Linked DNA regions of Mus musculus: region 1 is linked to region 2. Evidence: chromatin contacts called from public promoter capture Hi-C data. All regions are on one chromosome and are shown on one strand. Each heading gives the region's core, a stretch centred on a gene start, on an enhancer-like site or on the middle of the called end of the contact. The rest is flanking DNA. Distances are from core to core; before and after follow the strand shown.

Evidence for each region. Promoter capture Hi-C pulls out the DNA fragments that hold promoters and counts their contacts.
Region 1: a promoter capture Hi-C map of liver shows a contact between it and region 2, with 2.5 times the contacts expected there. The contact joins the promoter of Stra8 here to the enhancer-like site in region 2. A contact is called at or near these places in 8 of 39 promoter capture datasets (the C10 cell line, embryonic stem cells, frontonasal cranial neural crest and 4 more), 1 of 15 datasets of contacts at CTCF or cohesin (large pre-B cells), 1 of 484 Hi-C or Micro-C datasets (liver) and 1 of 9 other capture datasets (adipose tissue).

What each region holds. Positions count from the first base shown.
Region 1 is chr6:34,917,576-34,925,070 of GRCm38.p6, forward strand. Stra8 (stimulated by retinoic acid gene 8) reads left to right here and starts at 3,373. Exons shown (of 9, transcript NM_009292.2): 1 at 3,373-3,479.
Region 2 is chr6:34,633,012-34,639,704 of GRCm38.p6, forward strand. The region is part of intron 1 of Cald1 (caldesmon 1); the gene reads left to right. Among named protein-coding and RNA genes, the nearest start is that of Gm13861, 18 kb to the right of the region's middle. Within about 2 kb of position 5,345, at least 34 of the 459 cell types and tissues checked have an H3K27ac peak or open chromatin away from gene starts, as enhancers often do.

The DNA.
Region 1 (7,495 bases), core at 2,123-4,622, 280 kb after region 2:
TATCCCCAGCCATCAGGAGGCTGAGGAAGATGATGTTATAGTTTGAGGCTAGCCTGAGCTACACACACACACACACACACACACACACACACACACACATACACACACACACACCAGGCCAAAGAAAGAAAAAGAGGAGAGAAGGGGAGAGGAGGGGAATGAGGACTGGGTGGGAGAGGAAGGGAGAAACCCACTTGCAAGCCTTCCTAAGAGTGGCCTCTTGAGCAAAGAGCCCAAAGTCAAGTTCACTGGATCCTCTTCCTGTCACTTCACAGCCTGAGGACACGCCTCCCAGAGCACTTTTACAGTAACCTTACATAGCACTGTCTTCAGTGTAGGACACTACATAATTGACTGAGGGCCCAAATAAATAAAACAAGAGAAAACTCTCACTCCCCCGCCATCCCTCTCTCCTTCTCCATCCTTCTGTCTCTCCCTCCCTCCCTCCCCTTCTCTCCTTTTCTCCCTCTCTCTCCTGCCTGCAGCATTTGGCCTTCAGAGTCCTGGGCTCTCGAGCCTTTAGACCCCAGAGCTTACACCAGTGTCTCCCCAAGTTCTTAGACACCACCACCACCACCACTCCCGCCTTGAACTGACATTTACTTCAGTGACTCCTCTGGCTCAGAGGTCTTTAGATCAGAACTGAATCCATGCTATTGACACCCCAGGGTCTTGAACAGGGAAACACCCTTGTCATGGGATTTCTCAGCCTTCATAATCATGTGAGCCACATCTCCTAGTAAGTCATTCACTTGCCCATTTATCTATCTATAAGGTTATTTACCCATCCACTCACGAGCCAGAACTCTAATTTTAGGCCTCCACACTTTAACAGATGAAATGGCTAAAATCCAATCAGAGAAAGATGGCTCAGCTATTAAGAGCACTTGCTGCTCTTGCAGAGGACCTGGGTTCAGTTGCTGGCCCCTTCATGTTGGCTCACAATTGTCCAGGGAATCTGATACCCTCTTCTGGCATCTGCCAGACATAAATTCAGGCAAAATACCCATACACATGAAATTGTGAGAAGAAATGTTAATTTTTCTTACAAACCAGGACCAAAGGACATTGAACCGAAGCAGCCCTCTGAGTTAGTCTAGAACGGGGATCTTGAAAGCCTTCCTGACAGGAAGGTGGTATCTGGATCAAGTAGGAGGGTGGTGAAACCAGGAAAGAAGCACAGGATTTCAGGGCAGCGCTCAGCAATGCAGGGATGCGGTCATAGGCCACAGGGCATACGTGGGAGGGGGTGGGCTTTTAAAGCTTCATGCAGAGGCCAGAGCACTGGATCGCCCCTGGAGTTGGAGTTGCAGGCAGTTGTGAGCTACCTTCGGTTCCCTATCCTTTGGAAGAACAATTTGAGCTCCTAGCCTCTGAGCTGTCTCTCCAGCCCTTGTAGGGTGGGGGTAGGGCAGGAGCTATGTTACATGGAAGCAGAGATGAAGTTCAAAGGATAGTGGTCATATGGATATTGTTAGGACCCCTGGAAGTCCCTACCATTCAGGAGCAGAGCCACTGGCCTTGATGCTGAGGAATTGCCTAAAGATCTCTTTTTCAATAAAGAAACCAGGCTACTGCAAGAGTTACATTTCTTCTGTGGAAGTCAAAGTATGGAAGGAAGCACGCATGTGTGTGTGTGTGTGTGTGTGTGTGTGTGTGTGTGTGTGTGTGTGTGTGTGTGTGTGAAGTAGGCAGGGGAATGGCAACTAAATTAAAGGCTGAGACCTGTCAGAGGTCAAAGTTTGCAAACCTCCACATTCCTCACAGGTCAAGGACAAGGCTCTCCAAGACAAAGGTTCACAGTTTCAGTACCCGTTCTGCACCCAGTAGCCCCAGCAGCAGGTACAGAGGTTTAAGCAGAGCCAGGAGAAGGACCATAGATGCAGGCCCGGGACCACCTGGAAACCCACAACGAAGGCCGCCCGAGAGTCAGAAGGGATAGGTCATGACCCAAGCAGAGCGTGGAAGTAAAAAGATACTTTTAAAACTTGCCTCCAAGGGGGTAAGGTGTAGCTGCTCTTTGGACCTGGTACAAGCCTTTGAGAGAGGCCCTGCTGCCATTCCTGTCCTCAGCACTCTTTTCTGTATCGGTCTGGCAATTCACTACAGTGTCTTACAAAGCTCCAGCTCCTTTAGCCAGCCATATCCCTGATAGTTTAGAGGGGAGCTGGTAACTGGGTCCCCACTGGTCCCCACTCCTGTACCTTAAGCATCAGATCTGTTTTCTGTCAGGAGCAAGAGCCTCATTTCTAAGCTCAGGTTAGCCACCAACTTCATTTTTTTTTTCTTTCTGGGCTACCTGATTGCTGCGACTACAGCTATGATCCACCATTCCCACTGAACAGTTTTCATTTTGTTTAAAATCCACAATCTACCAAAACCATTTGAAAGATGACACCAGGACTCGCTAGAGTCAAATTTAAGGTACCCTGTTGCATACTTTAGAAAGGGGCTCCTTTCTAGCCAGTCACAGTCACCGTGAGGTAGATCCCGGATTGGAATCCAACTTCTGGTGCTACCAAAGTCGTGGCTGCAGCTGCTACCTCAAGTGACCTCCGTTTAACCTCTGTGGAGGGGCGGGGGCGAGGATGGTGAAGCAGCTCACCTCAGGTCAGACTGCAGGAGGCACCCTCCCTCCTATTCACAGGCTGAGCCTCTCCCCTTCCAAGGGGCTTTTGCTTGCTTTCCTTTCTCTACAAGAGTGCGCTCCTAGTGTGCCAGTTTGATATGGTGGCGCTCGTAGTGTGCCAAACTGATGTGGTGGTGTCAGGACCATTGCAGATATCTCAAGATGCGAGGGAAAAAAGTGGTTTAAAGATAATAGCACATCTGATTTGAGGCGGAAAATGAGTTGTAGTCCCTCAACCTGGAGAAAACTTGTTGCTTACTACAAACAACTCAACACATCCTCTCTCTCTCTCTCTTTTCTTCTCTGCATTTTAAGTCCACCTTTAAGGTTCTCTTCTCTGCTTTTTTAGTTGGGAATCCCCTATTCCCCTCTCCTATTTTGTACCTATTCCCTCTCACATCTTCATTTTTCTCTTTCTTTTCCTTGAAACAGGGGACTGCTACTGGGACCTTGAAGATGGCTCCTCTATATCTCAAGAGAAAGTTATAGGTGGCATTGCCCTGGTTGAGGGGTGTAAGAACTGGCGCTAGCCGCCTGGATGGGGTGAAAAGGTCATCTTGCTCCTTCCACACCCTCTTGCAACCTGTGGCAAGTTGTTACAATGTTTTCACCAATGTCCACGCTCCCCATTGGCGCCCCACCATGCATCCCCATTGGTCATGGTGGCAGTGACAGGGCTGTGATTGGTTCGCAGCCTGGGGTACCAGGTCAGTTTTTTACCTGAGGCAAGAGCCTCTCTTCTTATTCTGCGACGGGCAGTCGTGAGTGACTGACTCGTCAGGGCTTCGTGCAGTTTCCTGCGTGTTCCACAAGTGTCGAAGGTGCATGGTTCACCGTGGTGGCCTTAAAGGTAAGTACTCTCCTACCGTTTGTGTTCTGAGAGTAAAAGTGGGTGCTTGTGAATGCATGCCCTGTCAGTGGATATTTAATCTGTTTGCACAAGTTTGTGTGTATGTGTGTGTGTGTGTGTGTGTGTGTGTGTCACCGGCGACTTAAGTGCGTGTGGGTCACCCGTGACTCCTAGAGTGTATGGGGAGGGTCAGCCGCGACTCCTAGAGTGTGTATGTGTATCGCCGTAACTCCCAGAGAGTGTGTGGGTCAGCCGCGACTCCTAGAGCTTCTGTGTGGATCACCTGTGACTCCTTGAACTTGTGTGAGGGTCATCTGCGACTCCTAGAGCGTGCGTGGGGATCACCCGGGACTCCTAGAGCTTGCGTGGGGATCACCCGGGACTCCTAGAGCATGCGTGGAGATCACCCGGGACTCCTAGAGCGTGCGTGGGGATCACCCGGGACTCCTAGAGCGTGCGTGGGGATCACCCGGGACTCCTAGAGCTTGCGTGGGGATCACCCGGGACTCCTAGAGCGTGCGTGGGGATCACCCGGGACTCCTAGAGCGTGCGTGGGGATCACCCGGGACTCCTAGAGCTTGCGTGGGGATCACCCGGGACTCCTAGAGCGTGCGTGGGGATCACCCGGGACTCCTAGAGCGTGCGTGGGGATCACCCGGGACTCCTAGAGCGTGCGTGGGGATCACCCGGGACTCCTAGAGCGTGTGTGTAGGGGTTACCCGGGACTCCTAGAGAGTGTGTAAGTCACCAGTGACTGCTAGATTGTGCTTGTGGATCAACCACGACTCCTAGAGAAGGGGGTGTTACCCGCTACTCCTAGAGGATGTGTGTGGGTCACCTGCGACTCCTAGAGGATCCGTGCATCACCCGCGACTCCTAGAAAACGTGTGGTGGTCAGCTGCGACCCCTACAGCATTTGTGGGTCACTTGAGACTCCTAGAGAACGGGGGGGGGGGGAAGGGAGTGGAGAGCGGAGTCAGGGGGGAAGTCACCTGCGACTCCTAGAGGATCTGTGCTGTGTGTCCTCCTCGACTCCTAGAGCATGCATGTGTGGGTCACTTGCGACTCCTAGAGGATGTGTGGGTCACTTGCGACTCCTAGAGGATGTGTGGTTCACTTGCGACTCCTAGAGGATGTGTGGGTCACTTGCAGCTCCTAGAGGATGGGGCGGGGGTCACCAGCGACTCCTAGAGGATCTGTGCATCACCCGCGACTCCTAGAGGATGTGTGTGTGTGGGGGGGGGGTCACTTGCGACTCCTTCGGGTCACTTGAGACTCCTAGAGAATGGGGGGGGGTCACTTGCGACACCTAGAGGATGCGTGTGGGGGTCACCAGCGACTCCTAGATGATGTGTGGGAGTTGCCTACGGCTCCTAAAGGATCTGTATGTCACCTGCGACTCCTAGAGTATGGGGGGGGTCACCCCGACTCCTCGAGGATGTGTGTGGATCACTTGTGACTCCTAAAGGATGTGTGCTGGTCACCTGCGACTCCTAGAGGATATGTGGGGTGCCTGGGACTCCTAGAGAATGTGTGGGGGTCACCTGCAATCCCTAGAGGATGTGTGTGTTGGGCCACCAGGAACTCTTAGAGGATGTGTGTGTCACCCACGACTCCTAGAACATGCGTGGGTCACTTGTGACTCCTAGAGGATGTGTGGGCCACCCGGAACTTATAGAGCATGTGTGTGTCACCTGCGACTCCTAGAGCGCATGTGTGTGGGTCACCTCTTACTCCTAGAGGATGTGTGTGTGGATCACCCACGACTCCTAGAGCCTGTGTGGGTCACCTGCAACTCCTAGAATGTGGGGGAGAGGGTCAACCATCGACTCCTAGAGGATATGTGTTTTACTCACGACTTCTAGAGAGTGTGTGGGTCACCCATGACTCCGTGTGTGTGTGTGTGTGTGTGTGTGTGTGTGTGTGTGGTGTGTGTGTGTGAGAGAGAGAGAGAGAGAGAGGGAGAGAGAGAGAGAGAGAGAGAGCAGGGATTCCTAGAGCATGTGTATTTATATCACCCACAACTCTTTCATGTTTGATAGTGATATTGGATTTTTACATAATCATAATCATTTTTACACAATCATAAGCATAAGGAATGGAAGAAAGCCCAAGTACAGCATATTGCTCCTTTCTACCTACCACTTGCTAATAAGAAGGCTCACATGCAAGGGGTTTTCAGAGATACTTAAAAATTTTGAAAGTTTTCTGAAACCTAGAAAAAAATAAGATCACTTATTTTTATTTAATCTAGGGAAATAAAAGAAAGTAATTAATTTAGTTCAGTTGGCTTCTCCATTAGTTTTGCTTGTTGGATCGAGACAGGTGTCTTTCACCACATCTAGCTTTGGGGAACTTTACAAAATGTTAGTTCCGAGTTGGTATTAAGTGGAGTTTGTATAGAAAAAATATCTTTGGCTATAAAAATGTGGTCTGGGTTGGGCAGTGACGGACACACTAATAATCCCAGCACTAGGGAGGCAGAGACAGGCAGTTCTCTGTGAGTTTGAGGCCATCCTGGTCTACAGGGTGAGTTCCAGGACAGCCAGAGCTACAGAGTGAAGTCAAGTCTCAAAAAAGGGGCAGGGGACAAGAGAAAAGCCTGTTTTAGACCTTGGCCTAGTGGTATACATTAGTCACTCCAGCACTGAGAAAAGCCTGTTTTAGACCTTGGCCTAGTGGTATACATTAGTCACTCCAGCACTGAGAAAAGCCTGTTTTAGACCTTGGCCTAGTGGTATACATTAGTCACTCCAGCACTGAGAAAAGCCTGTTTTAGACCTTGGCCTAGTGGTATACATTAGTCACTCCAGCACTGAGGAGGCTGAGGCAGAAGGGTTCATGTGTTCAAGGCCAGCCAGGGCTACATAATGAGACTGTAATCAAGCCAAGTGAGAGCATTTAGCTTGCAGTCTACTGAAGGGCTTTTTGCCTCCTCGTTACAGGTAGAAAAATTAAGATCTAGAGAATTCTTGGCCCATTTTGGTCGTATGGCTGGCTAAATGAGCTAGCAATGTGACTCTGGCCTTATACGCACCCAGAAGCTGGCCTGCCATTCCTTACATAGCATGACCATGTGTTGTATCATCTCTGAAACACCTTACTCATCCACCACCTAGATTTCTCTTTTCTTTCTTTTTTTCTGTCTTTTATTTTAGGTAAAATCTTGATATACTAGGTAACACTACCTGTAATTAAGTTTTAATTGTTTTTTTTTCATTTATCATACAAAATAATGAATTCATGGCATATTTATGTTGCTTTTGCTTTATTTTGTTTGCTTGGTGTTTTCTTTGTCTTTTTCTTTTCTTTTTGTTGTTGTTGTTAGTTGGTTTTGTTTTTTCTTTTTATTGTTTTTTGGTGGTGATGATTGGTTTTGGTTGTGGTTTTGGTATTTTTTTTTGTTTTGGGTTGTTGGTTTGTTTTTGTTTTTGTTTGGGTTTTTGGTTGTTTGTTTTTGAGAGGGGCTGTTGATGCGTTTGTTTGAGGTGGTCTCATGTATGTGAGCTCAGTCTTGAGCTTGCTGTGTAGGTAAAGATGATCGTGAACTTTGGATACCCTGCTTCTCAAGCGCCACCTGCCTGGTTTTCTGGTTCTGTGGCGTTGGGGACTGAAGCCAGTGCTTCGTCCACGCTAGCTAGGCAAGCAGTCTGCCAGCTGATCTACGTAGCCAACCCAAGTCTGGAAATTTCTGAGACAGAATCTCGCTTCTTAGTCTAGACTGGCCTGGAAATCTGGGCAATCTTTCTGCCTCTGCCTACCAAACACTGGGATTGCAGTGGTGAGCCGTTATTCTCTCTCAGAGAAAAATATCTTCAGTTAGGGATAGTAACACAAACCTCTAATTCGACTACTTGGGAGGCCAAAACGGGAGGATCCTGAGTTTAAGGATAGGCCAAGGTACAGTCTTGAGACTCGAAAACAAAACCACCACCACCACCACCACAGCAACAACAACAACAACAACAACAGCAACAACAAAATCAGTACTTTTCTTCAAACTGGTATCTCCATCC
Region 2 (6,693 bases), core at 4,095-6,594:
ACATTGAAGAGCTTCCCAGGAGTCTCCATGCTTGTACCATCTCACTAACCATCCCCTGGCTTCAGAAAGAATGTTCTGTTCTGGCAAAAGATCACGTAGTGAGCTTAGATCCCCTTGAATTTCTCTAGTGGGAACTGTTTCCTACTTGACTTTATAAACAGATCCATAGATCATATTCCTTAAACAAAGAGGCAAAACACACACACACACACATACACACACATGTGCAAACACACATGCCTGCACACACACCTTGTTATGTTATTTTTTTCTTTCAGTGTTCTGACTACAAAGACAAAAATGTTTATGAAGGAAATATAATATTTTACTTATCAAGGTTTTATTAAGCAGTGAACTTAGTTTCCAGGGATATAGCAGTAAATGTGATAGCACTCCCTTCTAGTTAAAATGGACTCTGATAGTTAAAATCTAGAATAGATTTAAGACCAATTTGAAGTTTCAAGTAGAGTTCCAATAGACACACTTTCTGCTTTGTAAGTCTCCTTGCTGGCCGAGGAAAGGAGGAGGGAACTGACTTCTGATAATGGAAAACCTCTCCCTTAAAGCAAAGATGCATCTTATTCCTGTGCTTCTCTGATTTTGAAGGGCTCAGTGTTTATTTAGTGGAGGTCCACGTCAATTATGTAATCAGAAGCAGGCCCCCAGACTGCCAACGATACTCTGGAAAGCACAGGGCCTACTTCAAAGGCGGCTCCACATCTCCCTCCCCAGATGAAGCCAATTTTTTTTTTGAGAAGAACAAGGTAATTAGATTTTCTTTTTTTCAGAGAAAAAAATTATTTTTAAACTGAATTTAATGGGTCATATTTCTCTGCTCTGTAAAAACCTTGCAATTATCACCATGCTCTGGAAAATATAACTCAGTGACTCACCATTGTGCCAGGGCTGTGGGTCACCACACAAACAGGTCAGGTGACAGCTGGACAATGATGTGAACTCAGTTATCTGTGACATAGTCTCAACATGGAAACCAGCCATCGACGGTGGCTGGTATGCACATGCCAACACTTTTGTTTGTAATGGAAACCCGTAGGAGGGAAGACCAGGAAACTGGGTTCCAGTGTGTGGCAGAGACTTCAGCCATATCCCTTTACTGTGGAAAATCCAAGCTGGCCCCCTTGAAAATGGGCCTTCACTGGGCACAGGGAGCAAGTGCAGCAAGGCCCACACATCCACCACGTGTTCCTTTGCTTTTGCAAGAAATAAAGGCCTCAGTGACAAAGCATCTGCTCTGACCAGAGGCAACAGCAATACCAGGTAAAGCCAGGGACAGAGAATAAATGTCCTGAGTCGGAGATCACACTATACACCCCATGAGTGGCACTGTGAGAAGTTACTTTTTCCCAGTCTGTCTTACTGACATCCCTTAGACAACTCCCATTCTTCCCTCTAGCCTCAGCTTCGATCCTGCTTCCTCAGGAAAGCCTACTATACTCGGTGTGTCCTATACTCTCTGTGCTCCAACGAAGCCTGATGCTTCACCAGAGAAGGCTATTAGACAGCATTATAATTGCACTTACTATTTCTTTACCAGACTGGGAGCCTAATAGGTGTAGGGCCATGCCACTTGCATGTTGTATCTTCGCTTAGTGTTGTGTCAGGTACACAGTGAATGCCTAATATGTTTGTGTTGCTCTGAGCCAATATCATGGAGCCAACTGGATATCCATAGTGGAGTCTGGGATACCCAGATGACTGGAAAGTGCTCAAGTACTTTTGCACCCTCAACTCAGTTCAATAGCAATGAAATCACCACCACCAACTTTAGAAACATCAGCACCCAAGAAGCCACTATGAAGGATGGAGTTATAGTCCATGATAGCATAGAAAACCTCTGAACTTCAAGAGAGGATTAAGATAATCATGGAAATGCACACTAGCCTGTGTAGTCCAGCTGAAACAGTCGATCTGATGAGTTTCAGGCGTGCCTTGGAAGCTGGCTCATTTCAGCTTTATTCAGCTTTATTTCACCATTCTATTTACATGATCTTCCTGAAAACTCAGAGGGAATGTTGAGTTCATGTCTATACAGATGGAGATCCCAAACTTGCAAGGCATATCCAAAAGGCAAGTTTCAACCCATACTGGTGTGGGTGGTCTATGCACCCTGCTGTAACACTGCAGTGTCTGATGGGATGGGCTCGATACTACATATGTAAGGGCCTAAGATCTGTGTTTAGGATTTTCTTTGGATCCATTTACTACCAAATGTATTTGTTTAAATGGGAAACCAGTTCCATCTTGGCCAAAGGAGGAGCAGAGGTAAGCATAAAGGCTAGAGGAAGAAGTCCAATGAGGCAGAGGTTGCCTGTTAGCCCCAGTGGCACATGGAGCAGAGGTAGGTAGATCCTTGTAGCTCACCGGCTGGCCAGCCTAGCCAATGTGGAGAACTTCTGAACCAGTGAGAGACCCTGGCTTAAAGGAATAAGGTGGAGAGCGATAGAGGAAAATGTCCAATGTCCTGCTCTGGCTTCTGTGTGCGTGCACACTACGTCAAAGCAACCAGATACCCACATGCAAACAATAGACTCATAACCACGGGTGGGGGTGGGGAGGGGGAGCAATGATACCTGGGAGAAATGCGAAAAAACAAAACATAAAGGTGAATAGAACATATTTAATCTCCCAGACTAGAGCAAAAGGCTTCCAGTCTAGATTGCTTGGCAGAAACATGAACACCTATCTGCTGGTGAGCATATCCAGATGTCACAGATAAAGAAATCTCATACACTGGGAAGCAAGCTCACCCTCCCGCCCTTTACCCCGAGCCACTATGAAGGTTGAGGTGTTCTGATAGCCTACCTTGTACCTTTAGAAATCTCGTTTAAAAACCAGATATTCCCTCATCAACACCAGGATCCCAGAGTTGCCCGGTTAGAAAGAGGTTCTGTATTTGTTTGCAATATCACCCAAAGATTTTGCCCCTGGGGTGGGGAACAGGCCATACCAATGGATGGAGGAAAATTTCAGGGTGTGCTGAATTCAAAATATACATTCATATTTTCACTATTTTCGAATTTTTAAAAGAAGACTAGTTAGTATAACTACGGAACATTAGGCTGTATTCCCCAGGGGAAATTTTTAAATAGAAATTTGGGTCCACAGTGACCATTGAAAGGGGAGAGATGATATGCAAACTATTTGCTATTTTTGTGTGGCTAGAACCCAATTGTTTTAGATTGTATTTAGACTAGTTTTACAACTAGTTGATTTAAATATAAAACGTAAGTAACTATTGTACTTCTGACGGTAAATGTCAGCTCTATAGCATTTTCTTTGATAGTGTAAAATACTATCATCGTGAGGCTTAAATGAGGAAGTCAGGAAGAGTAGAGGAAATGTGTACCCTATACACTATTGAAGGAATTCAGATAATATCTAAAGACAATATCTGCTGCTAATAATACATCGGCAAAAAAACTCTTCTATTTTTCCACTTTCACTTAAAAATTTCTTTTTAGACGGAAACATTTACCTGATTTTTAACTTCTAATCTCCTTGTTAAATAATGGTAACTAATAGTTTCCAATATTATATTATGCTTTTTATGATATTTGAGCTACACATATTCTCCTATATATTCAGAATTATACTCACCACATATTAACAAAACTTACTTCTGAACATGGATATAAGTAATTTTATAAATGGTCTTTGTGTTTTTTTAGATGTGTCTACATATTTTTGTAAAAAGAAATGGTGTTTACCCTAGCAATTAATTCTTGTAAAAGATATGAGAATGTTGCAGTGCACTGAACTCTCCTCCTGATTAAATGGGAATTATAGACTGCAGTTTATCCGCTGGATATTGCAGACCAAGCTCCAGAGCTGGCTGTATGGCACACACTGATTCTTTTTGGAAACACTGCCAGACTGCAGCCAACACTCTATTATCTTGAGCATACTCCCTGCTAAACTAAGAATCTGTGCTAAAAGCAAGTCAGAAGTGCTTGGTTTTTAGAATTTTCTATTTGATAAGGTACCATAGCTTTCTTTTCTAATGCTAGTGGCTCAGTCCCAAGTGTATTTACTTACACAGGGAAGTAGAGTTCTCTTTGTTTTATGGTGACAACCAGCGTTGTTGGTGAGTTATAAGGGGAAACGAGGATGGAGGGATACTTCCTAGAAGATTTAGAATCATGTTTCTGCACGTGAATTGATCAGGTAACTTGTCAAACCCGTTGCCCATCGGAGGACAAGTAACACAGATGGTGAACTGACCCAATTTTATTATGCAGTTGAAAGTCAAAACAGAAGTTTTTCAGAAGAAACTCGATGAAATGTAAAGTTATGTAAATATTGGGTAAATAATGTGAAAATATTAACTTTCCTAGCAGAGTCCCGGAATGTTGTATGCTAGTTCAGTACTTGTCGAATGTATGGGTAACTCTCACCGTAAATAATTTAAGACACTGAGACTTCCTTGTAAAAATATTCTGCGTTTCTGAGACATCGAGTTTTACCATTTCCTTTTCAAATCTTCCCACTTCCTGTCCCCAAACAATTTGTTCTACTTCGTTTGAAAAGAGGTTGGGAGGATTTCGCATTCCCCATACAACTCTATCCATGTTGTAAGGCCGTTGCCTGTTTGTCTATGCTCCTGACTGGATGGTAGTGGAGGCAGAAATTATGTCTTCTTTTCTCTTTGTTTGCCTGCCCCTCTCTGCAGACTGTAGTACTCTATGTATAGACTCTGAACTCAATACTTGTGGGATTGCCTCGAGTTGCAATTTGCTAAGTGAGTCCATAGAAAACTGACTCCCCCATGCATGACGCCACCCACTCCAACTCTCCCCTCATCCAGTGTCCTGCAAATGCCAGAGATGCTGGAAGCTTGAGGAAATTTTATTTTAGCCTCATCCTCTGATGGCTACACAGATATGCTCCCCAGAGGAAAGGCGTCTATGAGACTTGAACCAAGCAAGTAACTGGAGCCTGAAGAGCCCAGTAGGATCACTACAATATCTAGATACTGACATTCCCTGCATATGCACAGGCACCATTACAAATCCAGCCATTTGGATGTCTGATTCTGAAGAGCCAAACCCTGGGTGTCGTGCTGTCCACACGTCTGGTTGATTGCCTGCGAACTTTCCCCTTCCATTCCACATGGCCTCGGCAACAGATAAAGTGTGGAGCCTTTCCCACATTTTACATGGTGCTTGGTGGTGTAAAATTCAGCTTTTGTGCTGTTCTTTTCTCTCCCTCTCGCCACTGCCTGGATCTCATTAGAAACCATTAGTGATGTTATACTAAACCTATGGAATCCTAAACATGCTTTCAAAACCCCGTGGAATAAAGATGTCTCCTACCAAACCCAAAATGCAAGGGAACAGACAAAGTTACATTTCTTTAAGAAAGACTGACTCATTTCATAGTTTCCAAATTGTTTTGACTGAAGCTTCTCAAAATAAACTTTCTTCAAGAGGCAGCCTTTGATGTCTGGCTTTGGAAAAGAAAAATCATTTCTCAGAGATACATTTCAATTCTTTTTGGGGTGTTCATGTATTTCTTTTGTGCTGATTAACTTATTTTATTTCAACCAGCGAATGACATGATATTAAATAGCCATCTGACTAGGGAAGAAAAGTTATGTTTGAAGTGGTCTCAACTCCTACATAAACTGAACATAAAGAACAGGCCATGTGATTTAAAAAAAATTTTTAATTACCACAAAAATAGCATCTCCAGATCCTGCCAGAGGGGGGATTTGGTCTGTTAAAGATAACGCACAGTTTAAACGTCACCAAAGTGGAAGATTAGATCTAGAGTTAAGCTTCCTAGTGAGACTTGTGATTCATTTGCTATTTCCTGGCTTAGGCAACATTTTTAATTTTTCACAGTCTCAAGCCTTAATCCTGGAAGGGTAATTCAAGTGTGAGAGCTCACAGACAGCAATTTGTTTGGAGTGGCAATTTGCCATGGGCTTGCCTCTGGGTCCTTTTGTATTCTTGCAGCAAGGGGAGTTAGAGGTAGCCATTCATTAAGTCCAGGTCTGCACAAGACCACTGAAACAAAGGATTTTTCAATCAAATTATTTTTTTTTCTTAAGCATTAACTAGCTTTTTTGTCGACAGATTCTTGTTAAAAAGATATCATTTATTTCTAGTCAAACAACTATAAGTGAAATTACATAATTGAGCAACCTTTTTTTCTTCTTTGTTTTAAAAGTAAGAATTCCCCTTAGACAGGCAGAAGAGAAGATGAAGACCCCAAAATCTAGTCATAACCATGCTGCTTATCTGTTGCTAACCAAGCTTCTTAACTTCACCCAATTTCAATTTCTTCATCTACAAATGGAGGGGGGAAAAATCCCAGCTCCCTGTGACTCATTGGAATACCAAGGAGGAGATGCTGTGACTTTTATCCCATAATATCTGTGAATTTCTCTCATCTCTAGTCTTGGTTTCTTTCCCCTCCCACTAGAGTGGTAACTGGTCAACGACAACTTGAGAGAGCATCTGACCCTCATTCTACTAACATGCTAAAAAAAAAAAATTAGACTCTGAGATCTGTATCCCTGGGTCAGATCTAAAGTGGAGGTGAAGAAGTGACCATTGCTGAAGTTAATGTTATTTTCCCTGAGATTTTAAAGCCCCACTTGTCCAACTTTCCTATCACCACCTTAAAAATGCCTTTAGATTCTTCCAGAACTTGTGTGTGTTTGAAGCC